Linked DNA regions of Sus scrofa: regions 1 and 2 are each linked to region 3. Evidence: chromatin contacts called from public Hi-C data. All regions are on one chromosome and are shown on one strand. The core of a region is the stretch at or near the end of the contact, and the rest is flanking DNA. Distances in the headings are between cores, read along the strand shown. Region 1 holds the start of GNB1 (guanine nucleotide-binding protein G(I)/G(S)/G(T) subunit beta-1). Region 2 holds the start of TMEM240 (transmembrane protein 240). Region 3 holds the start of SLC35E2B (solute carrier family 35 member E2B).

Region 1 (3,283 bases), core at 26-2,525, 120 kb after region 3:
GACAGTCAAGCAGACCCCAGGGCAGGCAGCCTCAGAGCCCAGGAAGGGGCCAGGCCGAGGTGGACGTGGCCAGGGTAGTCAGGGCCCCAGAGCCCAGGACTGGTGTGGCAGGCAGAGGGCACTGCATCCGCCTTGGGAAGGGGGATGGCCTGGGCCCCCTGGCCGCCAGCCGACCTAGAAGGACCTCTGCACACCTTCCCCTGGGCAGTGGAAGCAGCAGCCCCTCTCTCTCCAAGGGCATGACATGTCCCTTGTCCCCAAGCCCCCCATCATGCTGACCTTCAAGCCTGTACCCACCTTTGGTCCTGAACCAGTCATCCCTCGTGGGGGACACCAAAACGTGGGGGGGCCATGGCCATGGGGCTTTGGGAGTGCCACGTGGGGTTGGAGGAGGGGCTGCCCCGGGGTGGGCAGCTTGTCCCCCCCCCCCAGATTTGGGGCCGACACCCTAGGGAGGTCCAAGCAGCCTCCGGGCCACTCCCAGAGGGGCAGTCCTAGGTGGGCTAGAACCCGGGACCAGGTGGCCTCAGTGGGGGCCCGACAGGGGGCCACTCTGCTCTGGGGGTCCCTGAGGAGCAGCAGCCCCTCTGCTGCAGAACCCTGACTGCGGGGTTGGAAAGCCCGCCTCCAGCAAACCTCCACGGGGGCTTTTCAGTGTCCTGCCTGGACACACACCACCTACCACACGCCACCCCCCCATACCACACCCCCCACATACCACACCCCCCCCACAACACACACACACCACATACGCCACATACCACACATGCCACATACCCCCCCACACACAACACACACATCAAAACCCACATACACACACCCCACATACACCACATACCATACCACACACACCCCACACTGCACACCACATGCCATACACCACACACACACACACACACACAAGTTGGAGCAGCCAGCACTCAGGGTAGCAGCTTAACCAGCTCATCTGTAAAGGGGTGATGACAGGCTCAGGGAATGAGCAGACCCTGGGCCTCAGGCTCAGCCGGATGCAGCCAGGCCGCTGGGGCTCCTGCTGGGCCAGCCTCCTGCCCCCAGCTTCGCAGCCACGTGCACCCGAGACCCCAGCATGGTTCTGAGAGGCCTGGGCTCGGCTTTCCCGCAGCCCTGGAGGCAGGCTCTGGGGGCCCACGGGCCCTGCTGGCACGACCCGAGCAGAGGAAGGGCTGTCACCTGGCCGTCAGGAGGGGAGGCTTCGGGACAGGGAAAAGGCAGTGGGGCGGCCCCCAGGCCGACCTGCCGCCGGTCCAAGGCCCTCAGGGCCGGGTTCTGGCTCCCCCGCCGAGGCTGGGCAGCTCCGCCTGAAACCGGATGCTGGGGGCAGAGCCGGCACGCAGGGCGGAGGGCGGCAGGTCTGCTCCGCCCGCCCCCGCAGCGGCTCCAGGGCCTCTCAGGCGGGCACCGAGGGCGCCCCGAGGGGCAGCCAGCGCGGCCGCCCGCCCAGCCCCCAGCCCCATTTCCTCTCCCGGGCTGGGCGGCGCCCTTGGCAGGGAGGCCGCAATTGTTCGGCGCCGGCGCTTCCCCCAGCTGCCTGCACAAGGCCAGGCCGCCGCCGCCCGCCCAGTCCGGAGTGCAGCCGCCAGAAACGCCCTCGCACATCCCGGGCCGGGCGGGAGCGCGGAGACCAGGACGGAGGGCGGGAGGCAGAGACCCCCGCGCCAGCGCAGCGGGGGGGACGATGGGGGGGCGGGGGGCGGGGGCGGGGCCGCGGGGAGGGCGGGGGCGGGGCCGCGGGGAGGGCGGGCCCTGGGGCCCCCCACCCCCTTCTCCCCAGCCCGGCCTCAGGTGCCACCTAGAGGCCTGGGCACAGACTCAGGGAGGAGTCCCTGTTGCCAGGAAGCTGGGACCCAACCCTCGCTGGCCCAGCGTACCCGGGCAGCAGGCTGGCTTGACAGAGGGTTCTGCCTGCACCTGCAGCGGCAGAGTAGGGGAGGCCCGGGCCGCTGCAGACAGGGGCAGGGGCTGGGGGCTGGGGCGGGTAGCTACAGGAACCATTGGGAGGGGAGGGCGCTGCTGGCAGGCCGCTGGACCCAGCCCCACCTCCCACTGCTTAGGGGAGGCTGCTCCTGCTGTTCTAGGGATGCCTCTCCCCGCAGGTGGAGCCGTGGGACTCGGCTCCGCCAGCACCTGCCAGATAAAGAGCTTGCACCTGTGACCTCAGCGGCGGGGAGGGAGCCGGGCGACGGCGCAGGGGCTGCCTGTGGCGCACTGCCCTGTCCAGACAGCAGGGGCCGCCTGGGGAGGCCCCAGAGCCTGACTGGTGCTCAGGCCAGGAAGCTGGCCTGGGGTCACCTGATACGAAGTCGCCTCCCAGGGCCATTTCCTGCAGGCAGGCAGCCACTGAGCAGACGGGAAGGGATGTGGGTCCGCAAGGCCGCCAGGCCCAGAGCTGCCCTCCCGCTTCGGGACCACTGCCAGGCCACATTACATGCCATACCGTGTCGTGAACCGCCGCAGGACACCTGCCCCCCCAGGCCACCCAGGTGTTGACACGGGGGCATAGCCCAGCCCCCAGAGTGCTTGGCAGGAAGGGCTCTTTCCTCTGGGTCTGCATCCTGGTCATTGTCCTGATGACCCCGAGGTCCCTTTTAGGGACCTACCTGGAGGGACTGTCCGTTCCAACAGAAAGACCCCACCATGCTGGCCCACCCGGGAGGGGGCAAGGACTCAGCCCCAGTTCATCTCAGGGCCTGAATCTCTCTCAGGAAATCCTTGCCCATAGGGCAGCCCACCGCCCTCATCAGACGGGGGGCCTCCTCGAACAGTCCTGCTGACTCGGAGCTTCCCCAGACAAGCTGCTGCCTCATCACCCACTTTGGCGTTACCTCCTGAGAAAATACATGTCTCGTGCAGTTTACCACTAACCCTCCGGAAGGATACAGTTCAGTGGCATTTGCTGTGTTCACACTTTTGTGCAGCCACCGCCTGCATCCAGCTTGGAATCTCTTGTCACCTGGAAAGGCAATTCCCCCCCCCACCTCCGTGGAGGAGTCTCTTCCCTGCCGCCACCCCCAGGCGGCTCTCTGTCCCCATGGATTTGCTGTTCCAGGTACTTCACACAAGCAGAATCACACGACCTGTGTCCCTCTGAGGCTGCTTCTCTCACTGAGCATCTTGTTCTCAAGGATCAACCGTGTTGGAGTGAGTGTCAGCGCCTCGGTCGGCATGATCCACGGCGCGCCCGTACGTGGGTGTTTATCATTCATCCACAGAGGGGCTTGCGGGCTGCTCTCCCTCGTGGCTGCTGTGAACAGCACCGCTGTGA
Region 2 (3,084 bases), core at 572-3,071, 110 kb before region 3:
GGTCACAGGCCTGTTCGTGGAAGGCGCCCTGCTACCGTTTACGGAGTACGAGCCTGGGCCCAGGCCATGCACACCGCCCGTCTCTCCCAGGGGGTCTCAGGACCCCCCTACTTGCGCCCCAGTCCAGGTGGGCCCAGGAAAGCAAGGAGCTGACCTGCCTTCCTTCCTTTGCCTCGGGCCATGCACACCAGCCGGGAACTCCGATCCCCCCCGCAAACTCTTGGTGATTCTCGGCCGACACACACGAGTCGCTCACACTCCCGTTGCCACCTGTCCCGCTGCCTGGGTTCTGCTTCACCCCCCAGTCTGCACACACAGGCATGGAGCATGCTTTGTGAGGCATGAAACCGTCCCGTCGCTCACACACACCCCACACCACCACGTGTGCACACATGTCCCTGGAGCAAGGGTCCGAGGCAGGGTCAAGAACACACGTTCCCGCTGGCTGCGTGCTCAGACAGCCCGTCGGCTCTCACGGCCCCGGAGCGCCGCACCTGCGGGGGGAGCGGGGGCCACATGTGCGCACATGTACAGGCACAGACGGTACACACATGCGCGTCTCATGAGAAGATGTTTATTTCATACATGGACGTACAAACATGCATGGCCAGGAAGACTCCATCACTACATGTGCACAGAATGGAGGGGTCACAAGGAGAGTGTAGGGGCCTGGGCTCTCCCCTCCCTCTGTGTGACCTTGAGCAAGCTCCACCCCCTGCCTCAGTTCCTCCCAGGTCCGGCGAGGGAGTTGGGCCTGATGCCTTCAAGGTAGGCCCTGCCCACCTTGACCTTCCGTGCCTCCCCCTACCCGGCGCCCAGGAAAGTTCACCGACACAGCTCAGGGCCCAGGGAGGAGGACGGCCGTCCTCTGTGGGCTCAGCGGAGCGCAGCATCCCTCCCGGGACACCAGGCTGGGCTGCTGCTCTCCTGGCCTCCCGGCCCTGGACCAGGAGGCCCTGGACCCATTCCGCCCCTCGCCCCGCGGCCGGTTCATTCTCCGGAGACCATTGCCGAGGGGGTCTTACCGCCCGGCGCGTGCTCCCCCTTCCGGAGCACCTCTGTGGGGGCTGGAGGCCGCTCGGTCCTTCCCCCACTGGGCTTGGCGCCAGCTCCCCCCCCCCCGCCTCGCCCGGCAGGGCAGCCCCCGCGGGCCCGGCCTAGCGGGGCCTGCGGCCTGGCCGCCCCAGCGGGCCCCACCTCCGCCCCACATGCGTGGTCACGCGCGTGCCCCCCGGGCGCAGACTCACCGGCCGCAGTCGCAGTGGCAGACGCGGTCCTCGCCCCGCAGGTGCGGGAGGATGTAGTTGTGGAATCGGTCCAGCAGCGCGTTCATGTCCATCAAGCACGCGATGGCCTGGAAGAGCCCATGACCGGTCAGCGCTGAGCAGCCGGGCCGGGGCCCCCGGGCGGAGGCCGGCGCGCTGGGGCCGGGGGAGCGCCGGGGCGCGGGGCTGGGGGAACGCAGGCCGCGCGGGCCAGTAAACAAGGCGCGGGAGGGGGAGGCGGCGCCGGGCGCGGGAGGCGGGAGCAGGTGCGGGGAGCGGGCGCGCGGGAAGCCCCTCCGCTCACCATCACGATCGACGCCCCCAGAATCATGAAGATCATGGTGTTCGCACTCATGGACATCGGGCGGGGCCGGGCCGGGCCGGAGCGCCGCCCCCCGGCCCCGGCGCCCCCCGGCCCCGGCCCGATGCGGAGCCCCCGCCGCCTCCGCAGAGGTCAGCCCGCCGCGCACCCACTGCCGCCGCCGCCGGCCGGGGAGGAGGTGCGGGGCCGGCGCGGGGCAGGGGACGCGGCGCTCCCGGGGTCCTCGGCCGCCCGGCCCGCGCGCTCGCCGCGCCCGCCGCGCTCCGCTCCGCCCTCGGCCCTGCCTCCCGCCCTGCGCGCGGCGCGGCTCCGGCCCCCTCCCCCCGCGGCCTCCCCCGCGCCCGCCTCCCGGGAGGGCCCTCGCCGCCCGCGGCCGCCCGCCCGCGCGACGCCGGCCGGACCCCCCCCCCGGGGGGACCGCAGGGCCCGCTCGCCCCCATCCGGCCCGCCCCGGCCCTGGCTGCCTGCCCAGCGCCCCTGGACCGCGCGGGGCCGCGGCCCGAGCAGCTGGGGCGATCCCGAAGAGGCCCGCGCTTCCTCCCGCACTCCTCCTCCCCACTTCTCGGCTGGAGGCCCCTCCTCCAGGCCCGGGGTCGCGGGGCTGCGGGCGGGCGGGTGAAGGGCCGCCCGCAGAGGGAGTGGGCTGTAGGGTGGCCGGCAAGCTGCCAGGGAGGTCACTCTGGAGCCAGGCCACGTGACTCGAAGGAGACCCTCTGCGGGCAGGGCCAGCCCAGGCCGGCTCTCCTAGGGTGTCGGCCTGGGAGGTCAGAGGCCCAGGCGGTGGCCCTGATCCGGCTGCCCCATGATGCTGGGGGGTTGGGGTCCCCGAGCCCACCCCTCATCCTCAGCACGACCCCCGACCCCCACACAGGAGCCTCCCGTCTTCCCCACGGCGGTCCCGAGGTTTTCCAGGGCAGCGGAAACCAGGAGGGTGACCAGGGACGCGCGGCCCACCCCAGCCCTGGGGCAGGTCCCACTTTCTTCCAGGATCCCAGTGGACAGCAGGCCCTCGGGGCCGGCTAGGAAGCTCGGCCGGACCCCCAGGCCTCGGACGCTGCCCGAGGGCCGAGAGACGGGCAACAGTGAGCGGAGCACTGCGGGGTCTCTCCCCCAAGTCCAGCCTGTTGCTTTATTCATGGATTTGCACATTCCAGCCAGTGAGGGACGGTCCGTGAGCGGCAGGCATTCGGGGGGATGTGCGATGAACCGTTTTTCTCTTTTTTGGTTAAAGACAAAAACTCGATAATCAACATCCCACTTAGGAGTAAGAGCAGGACAGAAGAAACCTGATTGTTTTGCATCTGGCATTTGTGTCTATCCTCTCGTTTCACGGGCACAGTTTGTGAGGGAACCGCCCCCGTCCGCCAGCGGCACTCGAGGGAGAGACAAGGCCAGAGGACAGCGGAGGAGCGGAGGGCAGTCCAGGGGCGGCTCCGGGCGGTGGGGGCGGCAGGCGCGGGCTCAGTAGAAGCAGACTGTGTGGAGGAAGGCCCGGCC
Region 3 (3,303 bases), core at 571-3,070:
CTGGACCTCCACAGGCCTCCAAAACCGGGTACAGAAAAATCACCTGAGGACTAGAATGAAGGCATAGCTCTGGTTTCCCAAGCCAATTTGCAAATGACAGCTAGCTAGAATCAGCGCCCTGCAGGAGTCTGCCATTATACATATAATTTCCAATCTTCTATGATTTGGGGCAGAAAAATACCAACTGCAACGAATTGGAAGGCGATCGCCCCCTTTAGCTCTGGAGGGGACGGTTTATCCCACCTCGGGGGGCGCCACGGTCGACGGTAGAAAACGCAAAGACCCCGGACGCAGTGTCCCTGCCCGGCCTCTGATCCCTCCCAGCGTGCAGGGCGCCGAGCCCCCAGCCCTGCCCGAGGACGCCCAGCCCCCGCCCCTCCTGGGCCTCCACCGGACCCGGAGACCCCCAGCCCCAGCTCCGCTTCAGGAGCTGAGCGGACGCGGGGCAGGAACGCGGGGCCCGCCCCGGGGGCCTTGTGTCGAGCGAGACAGCGCCCCGCGGCCGCGCCATCCACCCTGAGAGGCGGCCTGGGGGCTTCACGTGGTGGACGCGAGGGACAGTCACCCTGCGGTTGCCGGGCCTCGGGAGGATGGACGGCCCCGGACGACTGGGCCACGCGCGGGCCGAGGCTCTGGGGTGCCCAATGGCCGCGCCCGCAAGGGGGTCCGCAGGCCGGGGGAGGGAGGAGGCCGGAGAGAGGGGCGACCCCCGGAGGCAACCCGCCCGGCCAGCTTTATTCAGGACGTCACCCACCAAGGAAGCCCGCGGCCAGACGGCGCGCGGACCACGTAGCCTCGGGACGCCGCCCCGCCGCCCCGCCGCCCCGCCGCCCCGCCGCCCCGCCGCCCCGCCGCCCCGCCGCCCCGCCGCCCCGCCGCCCCGCCGCCCCGCCGCCCCGCCGCCCCGCCGCCCCGCCGCCCCGCCGCCCCGCCGCCCCGCCGCCCCGCCCACACACAGGGCCCCGCCCACCTCCCGGCGACGGTGGCTCCGGGAGCGAACGGCAGCAGACCCGGCCCAGGTGAGGTGGGCGGGCCCCGAGCGGACCCGCGGGTCCCTCCGGGCGGCGGGGCGGGGCCGGGGGCGGGGCGAGCCGGAACGGAAGTGAGGCTGTCGACACGGAAGCCGGGATCCGGAAGTGACGTATCGGAAGCCCGCGGCCGCTCCTCGCAGTCCGGAGGGACTCGCTGCCGCTCGCTGCGAGTGTCCCGCCTTCGTCGCCGCTGCTGTGTAGCCGGGGCCGGAGACGCGCTGCTGGGCAGTTCCCCGCTCTGTACTTCCCTTGTCACCCTCCAGGCTGTACGACCGGGGCTCAGGAGGGGAAGGTGCTGCTGGGCAACAGCGCGCTCGGCATTTGCCCCCTTGGCCCCCTCGGGGCCGGACCACCGCGGCCCTGGAGAGGCGGCCAGTCCGTGGAGGCGAAGACCTACAAGCCCCTAGGGGCCGCTCTCCGGGTTTGGGTTTCAAGGGACGAAACTCCAGCCGCAACACACCTACTTTAGGGAAGGAGAGATGGGCTGAGGCGACCAGCGCAGGAGCTCTGGGAGCTGCTGGATCCCGAGGCCACGCCCCCTGGCGCTGCGGTGATTGGAGGAGCGGTGGGTAGCCCCGCCCAGGGGCGTGGCCTAGGCCCGCTTGGGTGCCAGGCTCCGCCTGGCCGGTTGCTCCTGCTGCTGGCCTAGTCTCTCTTGTCCGGTTTTCCTCCCCTGCTTACTTTTTAACTTAAGTTTTAGGAGCAAGGGTACAGCTAATGGGCTCTTCTTAACGACTGCTTTTTGGCCAAACTTTTGCATTTTTTCCATATTGTTTTAAAATTAATAAAGTTTCAGAATTCCCTGTGGCACAGCGGGTTAAGGATCCTGTGGTTGTCACTGCAGTGGCTCTGGTCACTGCTTTGGAGCGGTTTCGATCCCTAGCCTGGGAACTTCCAAATGCTGTGGGCACGCACAAAAACAAATGAATAAAATTTCTCCTTTAGGTCCTGGCCAGAGGGTCAGTTAATGGAGGGTGGTATCTGCCCATCCCTAGGCACCCACAGGCAGGGCTTTCCGTGAGATTCTTTAGAGACTGTAACTGGAGGAGCATCAGGGGAGCCCCAGGGGCTGGTCAAGGGCCTGGCCCTGAAAATGCAAAATAAAAGAAAGCATCGGAGTTCCCGTCGTGGCTCAATGGTCAACGAATCTGACTAGGAACCATGAGGTTGGGGGTTCGATCCCTGGCCCCGCTCAGTGGGTTAAGGATCTGGCATTGCCATGAGCCCTGGTGTAGGTTGCAGATGCGCCTCAGATCTGGCATTTCTGTGAACCTGGGAACCTCCATATGCCACGGATGCAGCCCTAGAAAAAGACAAAACAAAAACAAAAACAGCAAAAAAATGAAATTCATGTGTACTTACCTCTGAACATTATATGGTGCCATTTTCATCATCTCTAAATTGAGTGTGCAGGACCCTCAACAAGTTTATGGGGTGGCTTTTCCTACTTTGCACAAAACCCTGAGATGACGGGATTTTCTGAGGGGCCACACCTGTGACATTCCGAAGTTCCCAGGCCAACCCCACACCACAATGGTGACCAGCACCACAGCGGTGACAGTGCCAGGGAACTCCAACTGAGATGCTTGATGACTGCCCAGCTGTGCTGGATTGTTGATGGTCAGTGAGTTACTTGGAAACAAATAGTTTCAAAAGCAAACTTACAGAAAGTATCAAAAATTTTTTGCAGAGTTCCCGTCATGACTCAGTGGTTAACGACTCTGACTAGGAACCATGAGGTTGCAGGTTGGATCCCTGGCCTTGCTCAGTGGGTTAAAGAGCTAAGGATCCAGTGTCGCTGTGAGCTGTGCTGTAGATCGCAGACACAGCTTGGATCCTGCGTTGCTGTGGCTCTGGCGTAGGCTGTCGGCTACAGCTCCGACTCAACCCCTAGCCTGGGAAGCTCCATATGCTGTGGGTGTGGCCCTGGAAAAAGACAAAAAGACAAAAAAAAAATTTGTTTTGAGATCTTTCTTACATTTTATCTGGGACAGTGCCATTTAATAATTTTGAAATGATGTCAGAGGAGCCTGGGCCCCTCCTGTCCTGGGCTGGGCTCCCGGCACACAGGACAGTGCTCCCTGCCTCCTGGGCTTCCAGCTAGCCCTTGGGCAGCGCTGCCCAGGCCTCCAGCCACTGCCAAGGAAGCCCCTGCTCTGTGGTCACATTTCCAGAGTTTGGGTCCTGCCCCTTTCTCTTTGTCCCGCTAATGGCTGGTCACCTAAAACAACAAAACAGCCAGTTATTTTACTGTGAAATGAGTTTGGCAGCA

The links. A called contact is a pair of places that touch in the nucleus more often than the background predicts.
Region 1: a Hi-C map of skeletal muscle shows a contact between it and region 3, with 4 times the contacts expected there. The contact joins the promoter of GNB1 here to the promoter of SLC35E2B in region 3. A contact is called at or near these places in 2 of 5 promoter capture datasets (fetal liver and liver), 5 of 47 Hi-C or Micro-C datasets (fetal skeletal muscle, liver, mesenteric adipose tissue and 2 more) and 2 of 2 datasets of contacts at active chromatin or transcription factors (alveolar macrophages and skeletal muscle).
Region 2: a Hi-C map of liver shows a contact between it and region 3, with 2.5 times the contacts expected there. The contact joins the promoter of TMEM240 here to the promoter of SLC35E2B in region 3. A contact is called at or near these places in 2 of 47 Hi-C or Micro-C datasets (epiblast stem cells and liver) and 1 of 2 datasets of contacts at active chromatin or transcription factors (alveolar macrophages).

Annotation. Positions count from the first base shown.
Region 1 is chr6:63,956,239-63,959,521 of Sscrofa11.1, forward strand. It overlaps GNB1 (guanine nucleotide-binding protein G(I)/G(S)/G(T) subunit beta-1), which reads right to left and starts at 1,276. Exons shown (of 11, transcript XM_021097493.1): 1 at 1,255-1,276.
Region 2 is chr6:63,725,636-63,728,719 of Sscrofa11.1, forward strand. It overlaps TMEM240 (transmembrane protein 240), which reads right to left and starts at 1,822. Exons shown (of 4, transcript XM_021097457.1): 1 at 1,570-1,822; 2 at 1,248-1,354. The coding sequence starts at 1,626. It overlaps SSU72 (RNA polymerase II subunit A C-terminal domain phosphatase SSU72), which reads right to left. Exons shown (of 5, transcript XM_003127502.5): 5 at 2,683-3,084. The coding sequence ends at 3,049.
Region 3 is chr6:63,840,580-63,843,882 of Sscrofa11.1, forward strand. SLC35E2B (solute carrier family 35 member E2B) reads right to left here and starts at 1,821. Exons shown (of 10, transcript XM_021097474.1): 1 at 971-1,821.